Linked DNA regions of Sus scrofa: region 1 is linked to region 2. The links are chromatin contacts, called in public Hi-C maps. All regions are on one chromosome and are shown on one strand. The core of a region is the stretch at or near the end of the contact, and the rest is flanking DNA. Distances in the headings are between cores, read along the strand shown.

The links. A called contact is a pair of places that touch in the nucleus more often than the background predicts.
Region 1: a Hi-C map of embryonic fibroblasts shows a contact between it and region 2, with 1.9 times the contacts expected there. The contact joins two enhancer-like sites. A contact is called at or near these places in 11 of 47 Hi-C or Micro-C datasets (embryonic fibroblasts, fetal heart ventricle, heart right ventricle and 4 more) and 2 of 2 datasets of contacts at active chromatin or transcription factors (alveolar macrophages and skeletal muscle).

What each region holds. Positions count from the first base shown.
Region 1 is chr7:39,068,404-39,071,103 of Sscrofa11.1, reverse strand. No RefSeq gene overlaps it. Among named protein-coding and RNA genes, the nearest start is that of TMEM63B, 68 kb to the left of the region's middle. Within about 2 kb of position 1,438, at least 28 of the 83 cell types and tissues checked have an H3K27ac peak or open chromatin away from gene starts, as enhancers often do. A contact at or near this core is called in alveolar macrophages, embryonic fibroblasts and retroperitoneal adipose tissue, where this site is marked.
Region 2 is chr7:38,697,503-38,700,298 of Sscrofa11.1, reverse strand. No RefSeq gene overlaps it. Among named protein-coding and RNA genes, the nearest start is that of MRPS18A, 41 kb to the right of the region's middle. Within about 2 kb of position 1,403, at least 26 of the 83 cell types and tissues checked have an H3K27ac peak or open chromatin away from gene starts, as enhancers often do. A contact at or near this core is called in alveolar macrophages, embryonic fibroblasts and retroperitoneal adipose tissue, where this site is marked.

The sequences.
Region 1 (2,700 bases), core at 189-2,688, 370 kb before region 2:
CCAGGGATGCAGATGGTGGATGAGTCACCTGTTCAAGAGCTCAGGAGGCCCAGTTTAGATCCAGTTTGATGAGAAAGACACAGCCCTGCCTCAGGGAGCCCCAGTCTGAGGGGGGACATAGCCATGCCCTCAGGGAATCCCGGTCTGAGAGGGAGACGCAGCCCTGACTCAGAGAGCCCCAGTCTGAGGGGAGGCACAGCCCTGACTCAGGGAGCCCCGTTTGGTGGGGAAATGACATGTGTTCCCTACTTGCTCCCTCCCTGGAGTTGCTTGTCCCCCCAGCCCCATTCTCTGCTCTCCGGGAGCTTTCCTTCCCCAGGGAGGGTTGGTTGGAGCATTGGGCACGCCAGGCTGGCTCTGCAGCCTCCTCCGTGCTGACTCCAGGGCCGCTCACCATCATGCATAAAGTCTGTGTAGCCAGAGTGTGAGAGTTCCAGGCAGGGCGACCGAGTCACGGTGAATCAAGGGTGACCTTGGACACCCCTCACCCCGACAACAGTGGCAAAGGGACATGAGAGCCAGGACAAGAACAGGTGCTCACTGCCCCCAGCCCTGCCTCAGGTTTGGGTGGCGCATGCGTGTGGGAAGCGAGTGCAGCCCACATCACCCCATCTTGGCAGACACGGGGGGCGGAGTGAATCACTGAGAAAGAGGTGGGTGTCTGGAAGCCAGATGTGGCCCAGCTGTTTGGGGCAGCGAGCCCAGCCACTCCAGACCAGATGTGGTAGCACTCGTGTCTCCCTCCGCCCTCTGTGTCCAGGAGCTTGGAAGCACTTCTGGGGAGGACCCCTTGCCCTGGGCGGGACCAAGGACTCTCTCCCTACTGCGAGCTGTTATCTCCCCCGATCAGGCAGGTGGTCCCCAGGGTAAGAGCAGGGCCTCTGCACCGCGGGTTCACCTGTGCCTGCACACCTTCGCTGAAGCTGGAATGCTAAGACAGAGGGCAGAGGCCACGTCTGCCCCACCAGATTAGAGGGTCCGAAGGAAGACAGGAACAGTGGTCCCTCAGACGTAGCTGGGGCTCCCCAAGGACAGGGGCTGAGTCTGCCCATCACACGGTAACTCCCTGCGGCAGACGTCAGCACCACTTCCCCAACAGATCAGGAGTTCCCTGAAGGCTGACTTCCTCTCTCTCCCCATAAGACTGGGGCTCCCCGAGGTCAGGGCTGCGGGTCTCTGTCACCCCCGGGGTCCCGGTCAAGTCAGAGCTGAGTCTCACCCTCAGGCTGCCTCCCCCAGCGTCTGCCACAATTCCCTTCCCATCGTATTGGGCCACCGCCCCATTCATTGAGGCTTCCCTGTGTCTCCTGTGGTCCCTCCTGTGGTCATTTCACTCTCAGTGGCTGGGAAGGGAGCAGATTCCCAGCAGCTCCAGCCTGGCCCGTGACTCAGCACCTCAGCCTTTCTTCCTCTGCCGGAGCAGCCTCAGGCCGCACATCATGATGGGGAAACCCCTCTGGTTCTCTGCTTCTCTGCTTCTCTGACGTCTGTGCCTGTCTCCCTTGTCCTCCCCGTCAGCACGGCCCCCTCCCTGCCCACACACGCAGACTCTGCTCCTAATCCACTAGCAGAGATTATGAGGAAGGAGTGTGTCACCCACGTGGCTTCCTTGTAACTTCACGAGCCTGGGATGTGCGTGGGGAATGTGGTCTCCACTTGGCAAGTGAGGAATCGGGCTCAGAGAGGGCGAGAGACCTGCTCAGGGGCACACAGCTCCTGGGTGGCAGTCTGGAAACACGGGCAGGATCCAACCACGCATGTTCCCCAGCCAGGTAGCCTGGATGGCGTGGCTTGCTCAGCCTCTGCTTGGGGTGTCTGATGTAACACTTCTCCTGTCTTCCTTCAGATACTCTGATCTGATGGGGAGCCGCGCCTCTGCCCTCAGCCCGTTGTCCTCAGCGCCCCCTGCAGGTGCTCACAGTCTTGGGGAGAGAAGACAGGAAGAACCCAATAGCCTCCGGGAGGTAAATGACGACAGTGCTCGAGCGGAGCCAGCCATGCCATTGGGGTTGCCTGGCTGGATAAGTGAGTGACTTGCAGCAGAGCCCAAGTGCCAGGGGCTGGAGTGGCTCTGTGGGTTTGGCTCAAGGGTGCCTGGGCTGGTGGGCTTCCACAGACCAGACAGGGGACATTCTAGTTGCTCGATGGAAGGACAGCCTGAGCTCTGTGAGGTGGGGGTGTGTGGGGAGATAGCACTGTGTCTTTCCTCGTGGCATCGCTGTGTCCATTTAATGGATGAGAAAAGTTGGCCCAGAGAGGGACTTCACTTGGCCAAGAGCATGCGGCTCCCAGCCTTGAACCCGCGTCTGTCAGACCTCAAAGCCTTCATTCCCGTGAGGCGGGAGGCTGAATATTGCCCAGTCCTGTCCCTGCTCCTGCTGGGTTCTGTTGGACCTGCTTTGGCCCCATGGTTCGAATCCTGACTCTGTCCTTACCAGCTGTGTGGTTGTGGGAAAGTTATACAACCTCTCTGAGCCTCTGTTTCCCCATGGGTGTAATGTCATAGTACTTACATTGAGGTATAATTGGTATTTGTGAGTTGGTCACCCCAAGTAATTCTATGAAGATGTTGGCCTCTTCCTTCTCCCCAACCCCAACCCTCCCTCGGTCTAAGAGTGATTGAGAGTTTGGACTTGGCAAGATGGGGCTAAGGTCTCTCTGGGGGTGGGACATTCCCCAAGGGGCTCTCAGGCCCCTCCT
Region 2 (2,796 bases), core at 154-2,653:
AATCTACTATATTTTTTAAATAGATGCCTAGGGAGTTCCCGCTGGGGCTCAGTGAGTTAAGAACCCTACTTGTATCATGAGGATGCAGGTTCGATCCCTGTCCTCACTCAGTGGGTTAATGATCTGGCATTGCTGTGAGCTGTGGTGTTGGTCACAGCTGGGCTAAGATCCTGCAGTGCTATGGCTGTGGCATAGGCTGGCAACTGCAGCTCTGATTTGACACCTAGGCTAGGAACTTCCATATGCTGCAGATGCAGCCCTAAAAAGAAAAAAAAAAAAAAAAAGGCAATAAATAGATGCATAAACAGATCATCAAAACACCAGGCAGTCAGTACAGGATAAAGTGATATGATGTAGGCATTCCCAAAGCCCCGGAGAGGAGCCCTGGGGAGCCAGGTGCTGCCCAGTCAGGGAAGGTAAGTATACCGAACACAGATGTTCTTCCTCCCTCCTCCTAGCCCTGCAGCCCACGGGCCACCCCCACAGATGTTGCCTCTCTAAGGAACTGGGACGGGTGGGAGGGAGCAGGAGAAACAACGATGCCTCACCTCTCGGTAGGACGAGAAAGGAGGGAAGGTTCACAGGTGTCCACTGAGGGCCTCCCCAGGCACGGGGCAGGTGGGTTAGTACCCGCTCTCACTGACCATCCCCTTTCAGGGCCTCTGAGTCTCCACGTCGGCCCATCTGGCAATGGAGATGCCGGAGGCAAGGGTACCCAGATGCTCAGTCCATGTGAAATTGAAGGAAACAGCAGCTTCCATTCTTGGGGTCCCATCCTTGATCTCAGGCTCCCTTCCAATTGCTCTATGGTAGACGTTTCACAGCCCCCAGCTTTCGGATGAGCCCCAGAAAGCTGAGGGAAAACACAGATCACTCTGGGTCTCTCAGTTTGGAAAAGGCAGCCGTGGTTAAAATCTGGCCTGGCCATAAAGCTGCTGTTCTTTTTATCCTCCCCCATTCTGCTTCTCCTCAACGGGGAGCAGGGAGTGTGGAGAAAAGGCTATGGGGGTGGGGGGACACAGGAGGGCAGTGGGAGTGAGACAGATGTTGTTGTGTAGAATGACCTGGAACTGAAGTGAGGGCGGATTTGGGGCTGGAGGGTGATGAAAACCAGGAAGCCACAGAAAAGATGGAACTACAGGGAGCAAGCGCCACCTGCCCCACCCCCATTACAGCAGGCATCCTGGCAAACAGGCCGAGGATCGGGCGAGGCCCCGAACCTCCGCACTAAACCCCTCCCCACCCCCCAGCATCAGCTGACCAGGCAGCCCCATTTCCAGACTCGTGCCCACAGGAACCAGGATGTGGGCACCCCGGGATGGACAAGCCTGACGTAGACAAGTCTGCGAACCCCCATGCCCAGCCTCCGCAGCCACAAGCCAAATACTTCTTGTGGTTTTGGCCGCAGTCGAGCGCCCACACCCCCGCTCACGGGACCGCAACTTCCCTGTCGCATCAGGTTACCGAGCCCGTGCACCGCCCCAGAGCTTGTTACACAACGGTGGTGCGCGCGCACGGCACCCACACACCCCGGGTGGCCCGACAGTCCCACAGAGGAAAGAAACCACAGCCTTGCACGGAGGGCACGGGCCCCTCGACAAACTCCTGGCATGGAGAGCTGAGGGAGAGGTGGGAGGGCGCCAGGCCAGGAGCCAGGACTCCGCGGGCTCCACCACGGCTCCCAGTGAAACCCCAGGACATCAGGTCCCCTCTCAGAGCCTGTTTCCGCACCCATCAAGGAAGAATCTCCGTCCACCCTCATGATCCAGACACCCTTTCCTTCGAGCCCCTTGAGACCCTCTGAACCACCACCCAAGGCCTCCTTTGCCCTGGGAATGTCTATGAGAAGGAAAGGCAGGAATTACACAGGGCAGAGACAGAGGGGCTGCACGCCATGTCCTCTACAAGGGCCCTTCTCTGATAGGGCGTCCCCCCTCCATAGAAATGGATGTGCCTGGAGAGGAATCCCTTGGTCACCTCCCCCCACCCTCTCAGGAAGAGGGAGGATAGAGGCCAGAGCTTTTTGAAGGGGCTCTAAAAAGCAGGAGATGGGAGTTGGGGGAGGTAATTTTCTTATTTGCACTTTTTTTTTCTTTTTCTCTGCAACAAACATGTGTTACATATTACTTTGCAATAGAAGCGGGGGATGGGCTTGACGCATGAACCTCCCCCCTGGACGTTTGCCCTCCACTCGGGCGGAGGCCTTAAACCTGCATTTCCCTAAGCATGTTGAGGTCAAAGGGCTCCGACCAGCAAAGGAAGCCTGGGCTAAACAAAGTGATGGGTTTTCTTCCTGCAGGACCACTCTGAGCCTCCAAGAGGCTTGTCTGGGCCACGAGCCTCTGAGAGGAGGAATGAGACAAGGAAATACATTTGGTCTCAGAGCTCCTTATGGGGAAGCATCATGAAAGACACTTTCTAGATACTGCGGGCACTCAGGGTCCCATGAGGCAGAGAGCCAACACACAGTCAAGCATGCAGGGCGCCACCAGAGGAGAGATGGCCGAGCCCGGAGAGCAGCGAGGGCAGACTCCCTAGGGAGAGGGAGAGACCGCAAGAGTCAAACCTCAACCTCTGTGTAGAGCTGGCCCAAGCCCTGCATCCCTTGGATGACAGTTTCCAAAGCAGGTAGTAATGGGAGAGGGCCCTTGGGTGGCCTGGCCACCTCCCTGAGGTTACTTAGATCTGCAGTGACCCCTGCTGGCTCTGCCCAAAATCACCCCTCCCCTATGTAGAGCTTCCCGATCCCCCTCACCCTCCTTACCCTCCTTCTCGCCAATCCCTGACCCTCGAGCA